2 separate regions of the Drosophila melanogaster genome follow, and region 1 is linked to region 2. The links are chromatin contacts, called in public Hi-C maps. All regions are on one chromosome and are shown on one strand. The core of a region is the stretch at or near the end of the contact, and the rest is flanking DNA. Distances in the headings are between cores, read along the strand shown. Region 1 holds the start of Chchd2 (Coiled-coil-helix-coiled-coil-helix domain containing 2). Region 2 holds the start of Fim (Fimbrin).

Region 1 (5,763 bases), core at 1,905-4,404, 150 kb before region 2:
TATTTTTAAGCCATCTGGCATTGAGGTGGACTGACACGCGGTTTCTGAGAATAGGATTTTGTTGATTTATGCTTTATTAAGATTGCATTTTTGAGGCCATGCCCTTAAGAGGAATAGCTAACCATGGGATTTCCTGTGGTCCAATTGAATGCCACAACGCTGCAGAGATCAACGCTGCAGTTTTAGTTTTGGACGGACACTGATCTCTGTAATGAATGCTTTCTTTCTAATGTAGTCTTAAATTCCAGGAGAGCGGGAAGTGGCTTAATCTTCAAGCACTAGGATAATTAACACTTATTCCTCTGAGTCTATTTAATATATGCCTTAGCTGGGATGGAATTTCCTTCAACTAGCATTGAGGTAGACTCATTGTGAAAGATCCACTAATATGCTATTGTCTTAAATGTCGAATTAAGTTCCAGGAGAGCGGGAAGTGGTTTTATCTTCAAGCACAAGGATAGTTAATACCTTTTCCTATGAGTCCATTAAGAGTTATGCTCAGTTCGGCTGAAAATTACCATCAACTGGCATTGAGGAGGACTCCTCTATAATACTATTGTAGCTTTAAGTTCCAGGAGAACCAGAATTTGCTTTCTATTCTAGCACTAGGATAATTAAATCTTTGGTTCACTATTAGTCCCTTTGAGAGTTATGCTTCGGAAAGTATGTAGAACATAGCCAGCATTGAGGAGGACTAGAAATCAGTGAAGATTCCCTTTAAATCAGTTTAAACCAAGGTACCGCATATGCTTTATAATGGTTTTGTAATGTGGTTTTAAGTTCCCGGAGAACAAGAAGAGGCTTTGATATCTTCAAGCACTAGGACATTAAAACCTTGTGTTCGCTCTGCGTGCCCATTCTACCCATGACCGAGTGGCAACGTTCTCTGGCCACAGTTTAGCATGGGACGCGGTGGAATTGGGAACATTTGGACGGGATGGGCATGTTTACCTGCAGAGGGTTCTCCCCGGTGAGCAGATGAATGATCTCGAACGAGTGCTTGACGATGCGGCAGGCCATCAGCTTCTTGCCGTTGTTGCGACCCTTCATCATCAGGGAGCAGGTCAAACGCTCCACAATGGGGCACTGGGCCTTGCGGAAACGCTTGGCGGCATAACGTCCGGCGGAATGGGGAAGATAGCGGGCAAACTTCTCCTTCACCGAGATGTAATCCTGCAGAGAGATGTCGTTAACGGTGACATCGTCGCAAGACCAGCGGCCGAACAGCTTGATCTCCGGCAGCTCAGTGGTGGACACCACATTTGTCTCCAGGATCGTCTCGGCCACCTCGGCTTCCATAGGTGCCGCTGGCTCCTCGAAGGTCTCCACCACGTTTTCAGCAACTTCGGCCATGCTGCAATAGTTTTTGGAAGGCAAATAAGTTAGTCACGTGTCTGCAAATCGGTATTGGTAATTCTACTGTGGGATGGGATACTTGAGGGCTTTGCGATCTATTACTATCACAGACATTCATTAATGGTTGGTTAATGGTATTTGTTCGTTGATTTTAATAAGCTAACTTCTATTATTGAACATCATTGTATGGCTTGAACATCACCTAGAAGTTTTACAGAAACGTGTTTTTCAGTATTTGTTTATGGAAACATCGTCCCTTTTGTACAAATTTTATACACATACAAATTGTTTATAACTTTAACTAGATTTCGTTTGAAAAATTCTTTTACAAATACAAAACCCAAGAAAAGGCTGTGATAAACTGATACGAATAATTTTTAGAGCCTTAACATTCGTTTTTAAATCTTAAAAACGTCTTAAAACAAAAATAAACTACAAAAAAAGTTCCAAGGTTTATGAAAGACGGAAGTTTCAGTGAAGATTACGTTTAAGTATACAAAAAGGGTCACAATAACTTTTAAATACATATTTAAGTAGTTTTCCTGCGTTAACACGTTTTTTTTAAACTGTAGATGGGCGCTATACGCACACACACACACGCATAAGCACCGTAAAAAACACACGCGCGTTGTTGTTGTTGAATTGCGAGTTTTTAAGGGTTTATACTTTCTTGAAGGTTATCCTTTTGGATAATTGGCTCAATATACGTGGATGTATATTGTATTAAACATATTCTTGCGCTGCAAGCAGATAAAAAAAATATACAAAAAAAAAGGGGAAACAAACACGTGTGACGCACACACACAGTTGCACTCGCGCGCACACACACAAACAAAAAGCCGCCCGTTTTTAACCTCATTTCGGTGGAAATGGCAATATTCCGCAGTTTGCCGCAGTAAATTCACAAAACCCTTAGTATCCACACTAGTTGCCAGCGTTTAGCCGTCTTTTGGCCATCCTCTGGCCACAATCCACACAATTAAACGTTGAAAATCCCTTACTTTGTCACAGAAGAAATCGAGATACGATGTCAGCGCAAAGGCAAACGCCTGAAAAAGAACATGTTACGGCAGTGTGCAGCAACGCCAGAGAGTCCGCTTCCGCCGACACGCACACGGTTGCATTCCGGCTGCCAGGGCTGCGCAACAAGTGAACTATCGAACGGAGATAGGCGGCCATGAGTGGGGATTATTCCTCGACTTAATCACTTTTTCGAACGCGTTTGCTACTTGAGTTGCACATTTATATGTACTTCATAGAAATATACCCTGCTTTCAGGCATACTATTAGTTTTAAGCCACTTTTTTAATGACAAATTTCGAACTTTCTATCGATATGCGGCATTTCGCGGTTTTGCCAGTCACAACGGGTGGCGATAGTTGAAATTCGCATGCCAAATTTTCTTTATTACGGTCACCTTATAGAAATTTTGATATGCTTGAGTATTAAATGTTATTATTTCACTGACTGTAAAATAAAAAGTTATTTAAATCGTAATGCATATATATTTATAACATATAGTTCTTTATTTGATTTTGTAAGTGGAAAAAAATATGTGGTATGTAAAGATTATATATATGGGATATATAAAATACACAAAAATTTTACTATATTACATAGTAAATTTAAGGGTGGTAAAACGTTTTTACACGAATACAATATCCAAATACTTTAGTAAAATATATTTTTAATCATAAGAATTTACCCATATTATTAACTTTTCTGGCACATTCTATATCCGATAGTTTACACCTTATGCCTTAGTATTTTTCGGTATTTTCTCCGGCCACACTGGCAGCAGGCCGAAGTTTCTCGTCCAATTGGGATTATTTCGGAATTTCAGTTACTAGCTCGTCATCAAAACAGCAACAACTGTTGAGAATAAAATTCTTGCGTGAAACCGAATCAATAGAAAAACAAATAAAACAAACAAAATGGTTCGCCGTGGACGTTCAGCCAGTCCCCCGCCCTCCACTCGTCGGTAAGACAGTCGCGAAAAACAAAGAAAATTCGGGGGAAATTGGATAAAGCGCCGGCAGGAAATTCATTTCGTAATCACCGACCAATCAATCGGATGATCTGGCTTTATCTCATGGACAGAATTTCACTTCCGCCGCTTTTTCCGGCCCCCGAAATGGGTTAAGGTTACGTAACCTTAAAAATAAGAGGATTCCCAATAACATGGGATGTTTTATTGGTGCTGTCCTCCTAGCGGAAGACCCGCTAAATCTGGCTACTTATTCAATTACGAAAGTGCTCATAAAATCCATTTTTGTAAGAAATTTACTAAATTTATTGTTCTATGTAAATATATATATATATCCCAGGCCATTGATTTATTAAATTAAAAACATCACATGTTTTTATTTTGCGTTAAAAAAGTAAAATATTCAAATGTTTATACAATTTGGCTTATTATAAAGAAAACAAGAATTTGCATAGGAATATAAAAATATTACCTACTTTTGCAGTAGATATAAAATAAAGTCCTTTAAAAATCCTAGGAATTAGTTAAATTTGTATAGTTCATTGTTTTCAACACAAAGACCCTTCAATTTCGTCACGGAATGATCAACGACACTCCAGAGCAAAGTCCACAATAACAACTGATTGCTTCTGTTTTCCCAACAGCACCGCACCTGTGCAGGCCCGTGCCCCCGCCCCGGCCCCGGCTCCTGTCCAGACACGTGCCCCAGCACCGGCCGCCTCTGCCCCTGTTCCGGCGCCCATGAGCGCTCCTCCCAGTGCCGTCGGCATGCCGGCACCGCAGCAGCCATCGATGTTCCAGCAGATGGCCGCCACCGCTGGAGGCGTGGCCGTGGGCTCAGCCATTGGACACACCGTGGGTCATGGATTGACCTCGCTGTTCAGCGGATCTGGCGACAAGGAGGCCGCTGCTCCCGCTCCGGCGGCAGCCGCTCCTGCCCCCCAGCAGCCATACTACGCCCAGCAGCAGCAGCCCAATGAGCCGCAGGGAGCCTGCGCCTGGGAGCTCAAACAGTTCATCCAGTGCGCCCAGGGTCAGGCGGATCTTACCCTCTGCGAGGGATTCAACGAGGCGCTGCGGCAGTGCAAGCAGAGCCACCATCTCCAGTAGAGGGCCCAGCTCCGGTAGAATATCATCTGGCCAAGCACCGGCGGATGAACGCAGCCGGATGAACCCATCGGATGAACACCTCCGGATGAACTCTGTCCTATCCCTTCGTTTAGTTCTTAATTGTTTAATTGCAAGCATCTGAAAGAAAGCATTGTTTAATTGTAGTGCAAAATGAAATGTTAAATAGAAAATCCCGTTGGCAGCCCAAAACCCTTTCCAAAAAAAAACACAAACAAACAAAACAAAAAAGAAACCAAACCCCACGGGTTGTCAATGTGGGCCAAAACAAAACGAAGTTTCCAAGAGTTTTTATTGTTTAAAATATAAATATATGCATAAGTTAATATCAAGTTATAATTGTTGTCTAAACAAGGAGCCAAGAAAATCTTTGAAATATTCATTTTTCAAGAAGCTTCTAGAAAAAATGCAACTTTCCCTTTTCCTCCTTCTGGAAAATGCAAAATTTGCATTCTATTGTGAAATGTGGCTGCATGCGGTTGCCAAAAATAATTTTGGTGACATTGCACTTCTATAAATAGGAAAATCGATTCATTTCCCTATACATTTGTATGGGAACCCCTTTTCGCCTTTTTCATTGTCACGTGTCTTTCATTTCAGCTTTTCTTGTGTTTTGATTGCAATGCGCTTTGTTTTGTTGAAATTAGGTGGTAAACAAATGGGAAATATGATAAACATGTTTACCTACTTGCTGTTTAGTTATAAATGAAGGGTTATATAGCATATATATTCTATTATATGCTATACACATACAGATGTACATATTCATGGTTAAACGAGCGATTAGTCATAGATCTTATTAATGGTCTTATGAAATATTTGCCGTGGAAACGTAATTTTGAAAAGTTAAGAACTGTTTAAAAGGTTCCCTAAATTACCACCCAAAAAAATATTATGAACTAATCCCTGCGTTCGAGACATTCATGTTTCCGTTTTTATTCAATAATTTTTACATAGAGTCATCACTGTTCATAATTTTGCAGCGTATTGATTTTTAGGATTAACAATTTTTTTGTAATGGGGCAATACGTATGTAACAACTACAAATTTTTCGACTCTAGTAACACTGATGTCTCCTATTATCGAAAAACAGTGTCTATATATATATATATATAAAAAAAGAAACAAAGAGTTATAAAGAACCATCAAAATGCCAAATGGATGAAAGCTATCGTTTTCGTAGCTTTTTTGAAGATTTTTGGAATTTTCGATTCTGGTCGTTTTCAAATGGTACGATTTTAGGGGATTAGAGTTTTCCGAATTCAAAAAAAAGTCTCCGGGGAGGAGCATCG
Region 2 (5,999 bases), core at 175-2,674:
ATAAAGAAATCAAAAACAAAATTCACTTTATAGTACAAATTAAAGTAATTTTTTCCTCTTGCTTCTCGTACTCTTGATAACGACTCTCCACTGTGCGAAGAGCGGGAGATAAGAGATGCGGGAAAGGGAAACTTGTTTGCTCATCTGCTGTCCCCTCCCACCCACATCCACGCACGCGCCCCTCTCCCTCGCACTGGCATATGCAGCAGCGGGCGCAGCGCATTAACCGTTAGCTAGCGATGCTTGTCTTTGCTTCTTTTCACGGTCTTTTCCAGTGGCGGATCAAGGGGGGATTTTGAAGGGCTAAAGGACTAAGTTACTCTCGTAAGTGTAATGCAAAATTTGATCTCTGTTCTTGTACGATTTCCTCTTCTCCTGTCCAACATTCGTGCCAGCTGATTAAGTTAAGTTTTAGTTTTACAATTCCCAATTTAATTAACTTCTTGCTGGTTCTGCTTCTTTGTCGATTAAAAACTAAGCAAGAACATGAACTAAAATCGGAGTGGTAAGACCCTTTCAAAGTCCGACTCTGTTCTTCTCCTGCTCCTGCTGCCCCCGCCACTGCTTCTTCTTCGCTTAAGTCCACTTCATGGGGGGTTGCTTTGCACTGTTGAAGGCCAGCCGCGCTGTCGGCTGCGCAGCCGGCGTTGGCGTCAGCGTCGCTGCTCCCCATTGTCAACGCCGACGCCCACATGCACCGCTTAACGGTTTTCTTCCTGCGCCTCATGCGTGCGTGTGTGTGTGAGTCATTCAATTTGAATTTCAACAATTTGCCACCTATGACTCTTATTGATTGAATGTTGCTATTGCCATTGCTAAAACCATTTCGTTTTGCTGCTCTTTTTGTCATCTCACCTCTATGAATTTCTCCTTGATCTCCGCCTTTTCATCAATGGACAGCGTTTTTGTGAATTTGTTAAGTGTTGCCATTTTCGCTGCCGATGTGTGTGTGGTGTGCTGCTGCTGCTTTTCTTCTTGACTTTCTTAATTATTTATAACTGACGCCGCTGATTGGTAATTATTTTAAATAAATTATCCGTTTATAATCAATTTCACTTTGTCGCCGTTTTCGCAGTCGGCGATTTTCTTCTTTTTGCTCCTCTTCTTTTTTGTTTTACCGCGCGCTCCTTTTCCTATACGTATCTATGTATTTGTGCGTTTCTGTGCTAATATTCTTAAACTTCTTTTACTTTTTTCTTAACTTTTCACCCATACACACTCGTTGCTGGTTTTGTTTGTTGCTGGTTTTTACCAAAAAAAAAAAGATGAAGCCAGATTTAAAGCCTCCGTGTTGTTATTTACAACGTCAACCGAGCAAATTTTGTTTTCAAACGTTATTTAGCACGTCTGAATTCGGAATCGACCGGTTTGCTGTGCGTGCGAAGCGCTTTTGTTAGATGTTTAACAACAAACAGAAAACTAAATTGCAGGTTGTATTGTGAGAAATGAAAGAAGACAACGGAGCGAAAACAGTGTGCCCGTTTTGGAATTTGAAAAACCTACAAAAATACGGTGGTACTTACCGCGATATTTCCAAAACTGAGCACAGTATTCCATTTGAACTTAAATTTTCGATAGAATTGAAATACCTCTTAATGTCATAATAGACAGCACATTGTTTTTCTTCAAGTTTAAATATAGTTAATTTAAGCTTGGAAGAGAATTTAAAAAAAGCTTAAAGCTGCTTATGCTAAGTTATGTGCGCAAATTTATTTTTTTTACATTTTACATGTGCGTAGAATTTCCGTTGTTGAGTTAGCAGCAATTGAAGAACGTTGGAATTTGAATTATGGGGACGTTTTTTATTCAGTTATTTTTCTTTATTAGGAGGTGAATTCGAAAAAGATATTTCTTTATCTCTTTCTTTGACGCACATCATATTACAATGTTAACAAACATAAACGTTTAGTATTTTTCCGCTATCGGGTAGTATTTCGCGGTCGGCTCGCCACGGTTCCTCTTCTTTTGTCTAAAAGAATAGAATCGCCTGGTCACACCGCAGGGTCCAGTATTGTTGCCTTTTTATTTTATTCCCGCATTTCTTCGCTTTGAAGCGATCGCTTTTCGGCTTTCTTTGAGGTCACAGGTCACGCCAGCGGACGCTGGAAGCCGAAACGCCCCCCGCCTCGCCCCCTTGGCCATGGTGACCGTCGCTGTTGTTGTTTTTGTCGCCCTTTAAAACCAGCTGCTGCATCTGTGTGTGCGCGCGTGCTTGCGAGTATTTCCAACCAAGCGTGCGTCGGTGTGCGTGCGTGTACAAGTGCTGAAACAACAACAAAAGCGTAAAACGCATTTTCATTTGATTGCGATTTTGATTTGATATATTAATTACAGAAAGAAAGGGGGAGAAAGCAAACAAAGGAGACAAACTGTGAGAGAAAGACAGAGCGAGATCAAGACAGTGAGCGAGATGGATGTGGAGGAGAACTACGAAAACGCCGCCGAGATGCAGAACATGAACATGAATCTGAATCTAAATCCGAATCCGAATCCAAATTCGGACAGCCAGCAGCAGCAGCAACAACAGATGCAATGTGAACCGTTATTCGGGCTCACAACCAATACAACAACAACCACAAATCCCATGATGGCCATTCCCCTGCCCGCGCCCCCAGGGCCGCACTCCGCTCCGAACAACAGTCCAAATTCGAATGCGAATCCCAACTCAAATCTGAGTCCCAGTCCATCCGCAACAACCGCTAACGCATCCGCATCCACGATCAAGTGTCTACCGACGAACGACTTCGATATCGACTCCCTGTTGCTGCAACAGTTCAGCTGTATGGGCACCACGGACCACGAAGACCTCATCAGCCAGTTTCAGAGCCTAATGAACAACCAGATGAACCGGGAATCGGCCAGGTTTTACCTAGAGATGAGTAACTGGTAAGGATATAGCTATAAGTAAAATATCTCAAATCCATTGTGGTTTAATATTCCAAATGGAGTTAGAACACAGAATGTTTCATAATCCATTGAATTTAAGCTTCTTCCCTGCGTTCTGGACATATTATAGTCTTTATAAACTATATTTTACTTAAAGATGTGTTACTAGTAATGATATACATATGTACTCAGAAATCCCCATGGTACGATCATCATGGGCGATGTTATCGAGGCCTTTTTCTTTTATTTTAACATACTTTCTTATATTTTAACATACACAATTTAGAACAATGCATAATTATTGAATTATGAATAATTTTACATTGTTGTGTTTCATTGCCTCCAGCTTGATGAATACACATTTATAGATTACAAACGTAGATTTTTGAGTTTGTCATGGTGATAAATAACACTTTATAAACTATAAACAGGAAAATTAAAGCGCTATCTTAAATTCCCTCTAGGGCCTTATCTCAAAAGAACTTAAAGAGACGCTATAAAATTAAAGATATATCTTTGTAAATTAGAGCTAGCTCTCAAGTAGTTCTGATTTCTGTAATATGTTATAAAGTTCAGTTCTCTTTAATATATGATATGAATAGGCCAACTATGTACATCTAGAAACATATTGCTAATAACCCAGTTGAATTTCGTCATATTAATCAAATTTTTTCACATTTATAGGAGCCTGCAGACGGCGGTGGGCTGCTATCTGGACTTCTGCAGCTTACAGTCGCTGCCTTCGATGAAGATCGTCCAGGAGAAGCAAGTGAATGCTCAGCAGCAAGCGTTTCAGCTGCAGAACGATGGCACCGAGCGCTGGCCGAACAACTGCTATCTGACCTCGCCCATCCAGACGCAGCGCATCAATGTGCCCGCCCTACGTCCGGGCGAAACTTGTGATATCCTGGCCGATATGATGCCCACGCAGCCGCCGACAATGTGGCGGCTGTGCACTTCAAATGGCTGGTACTTTGGCGGTGAGCAAGAGACAGCACTCGATCTTAGAACTAGAATCAAACGCTGAGCTAGCAAACCAGAATTGTTGCACGTAATTTAGTATACTCAATCCTCGAAGTAAAAAACTAAGCTTATGAGCATGGGTATCAAGTACATAAATTGGCATGAACAAAGCAAAAGAAAAACAACAATCTAGTCACACTGATAGGATTTTTGTTTTCCTTAAAAATGTATTTATTCTGTAAATAATTCTTAACGACCATCTTTATAGTCGCAGACTGTATGTAGTATATTAAGTTTAAGAACCCACTTCTAATGTCCCATTTCAATGCATTTCGTTCAAACAGATGCCATTTGGATGATACCGCCCGGTACGCAGGCCAGCCAGGACGAACTGCAGCAGCGGATGGTGCAGCTGATTACGTCGGAGGTGAAGCCGGATATCTATCCGCAAATCAACATCGTGATAACCGCGCACACCCAATGAGCGCGGCGTCCAGCATCTAGCATTCGGCATCCTCCTCCGCTTTCGAGCGGGGTCTTCGGTCCCAAAACTCATCGATAGCATTTTAAAAAAAACCTGCGCGATATGACTAGAATTTCCCTTTTCCCTCTTTTTTCAAATGAGCATACTGTTGTTCTCAGTAGTTGATTTGTATACAGGAAAAAAAATTTTTTTTATGTAGTAGCCAACGCCATACATATACTACACAACCCCATGTTTAACTAGAGTTTGAGTTCGATTGCAGGACCCCCCTTTCGTTACTCCTCCCACTATTCCCACTCCTTAATTTCGGTGTCAGACAGATCAGCTTTATATATATATATCGATATGTCGCGAAGGGAGCGAAGGGTGTGTGCGGCAATAGGGAGAAATAAATTGAAATAAATTAAGTGAAAGTGAGAATAGGAATCGTGTGGCCACATTAAGTTCTTCTGTTAGTTTTAGGCGGTACTGTTGCGTGTGCGTGCGATTGTTTAAATCATAATTGAAATTTTTTTTTTCCAATAATTTAAATTCCTATGTTTTGAGTAATCGAGAAGCATGAAAGCTAAGAAACGTGTAACAAAATTAGATCTAAGTGTTTTATTGAGAAAAAATAAGAATGAAGCAGAAGGATTAAGAAAGTTGGTTGTCTTTTATTTCTGGGCGGTGAAGAAAAAGTGTATGTTATTTTTGTGTTATAAAGGTGAGTAAGGTGATGGCTTGCTTGTTGAATAATTTTAACTTTTTTTATCCAAATGACCACCATTGCGTTTAGCATATATTCGAAATTTGTTAATTGTTCATGTTTTCCGTTATAACTAATTAAATATACGATATTGACTGAAATGATGGGTAGCATTGTTCTGCTTTGCTATCATGCTTTGGCAGCACTGCGTTTATATATTTGCATGGATCTGGCAACACTCTCCAAAAAAGACCATTCACACAAAAGCAATAGTTTCGTAACTTCCCGCCCAATTTGTAAAAACGTAATCAAATTGGAATATTTGAAAAGTAAGAAAATCAAGGAAATAATCCAAATTTGAATTCAAATCAGAAAATTTGAGAATTTCAAAGAAATAAAAGAAAATAGAGCTTCTTGTTTGATGTCTTATTCTGATCACATTATGTAATCCGATTACCGGGAATATTACTTATGCTTGCGACTATTTCCACGCCCCTGCTATTTCCTCCTTTTGGCTGCTGGTTTTGCATGAAAATTGTAATTGAGTCAAAAATGCAAAAATACAAAGTACACAATTACACACACACACACACACACACACACACATTGGCATACAGATGGGATCAAGGGTCGTTCGTGCGTTGGCACGGAAATGAAATGCATTGAAACGGAAAAGAAAATTATAATCCGTCGAGGAATAACAGCAGCAACAACAGCAAGGACCCGGGTGTGAAGAGAGAACTTCGAGTGCCATTTTTAAATACCCTTCTAAAATATATAGTTCGTTTTTTTTTCAGTCATAACAACTTGCAATAATTTTAAGCTCACCTTTTGTAAGTCGTTCAAAAATTGGAAATGCTTGAACAATTTTAATGTTAAAAGTTGTATGCCTATTACAAATCCAAAAAAATCGGGAATGGATTCTACTCGAATTATGGCCTCTTAAATCAAATAAAATGGGTCAATAAATAAATTATATAT

Evidence for each region. Hi-C and Micro-C count contacts between places; a contact is called where the count stands out from the background.
Region 1: a Hi-C map of the Kc167 cell line shows a contact between it and region 2, with 3 times the contacts expected there. The contact joins the promoter of Chchd2 here to the promoter of Fim in region 2. A contact is called at or near these places in 5 of 107 Hi-C or Micro-C datasets (the Kc167 cell line, the S2 cell line and wing imaginal disc) and 1 of 6 datasets of contacts at active chromatin or transcription factors (the Kc167 cell line).

What each region holds. Positions count from the first base shown.
Region 1 is chrX:17,145,847-17,151,609 of dm6, forward strand. It overlaps Chchd2 (Coiled-coil-helix-coiled-coil-helix domain containing 2), which reads left to right and starts at 3,155. Exons shown (of 2, transcript NM_132968.2): 1 at 3,155-3,337; 2 at 3,988-4,801. The coding sequence starts at 3,291. The coding sequence ends at 4,453. RpS5a (Ribosomal protein S5a) reads right to left here and starts at 2,418. Exons shown (of 5, transcript NM_078658.3): 1 at 2,358-2,418; 2 at 952-1,354. The coding sequence starts at 1,353. It overlaps xmas (xmas,), which reads right to left. Exons shown (of 5, transcript NM_001370033.1): 5 at 5,385-5,763. snoRNA:Psi28S-1135e (a small nucleolar RNA gene) reads right to left here and starts at 34; the gene lies at 1-34. It also overlaps snoRNA:Psi18S-1854a, snoRNA:Psi28S-1135d, snoRNA:Psi28S-1135c, snoRNA:Psi28S-1135b and snoRNA:Psi28S-1135a.
Region 2 is chrX:17,300,505-17,306,503 of dm6, forward strand. It overlaps Fim (Fimbrin), which reads right to left and starts at 1,425. Exons shown (of 5, transcript NM_078661.4): 1 at 856-1,425. The coding sequence starts at 930. CG5445 reads left to right here. Exons shown (of 5, transcript NM_001298442.1): 3 at 2,335-2,886; 4 at 3,571-3,866; 5 at 4,194-4,971. The coding sequence starts at 2,411. The coding sequence ends at 4,333.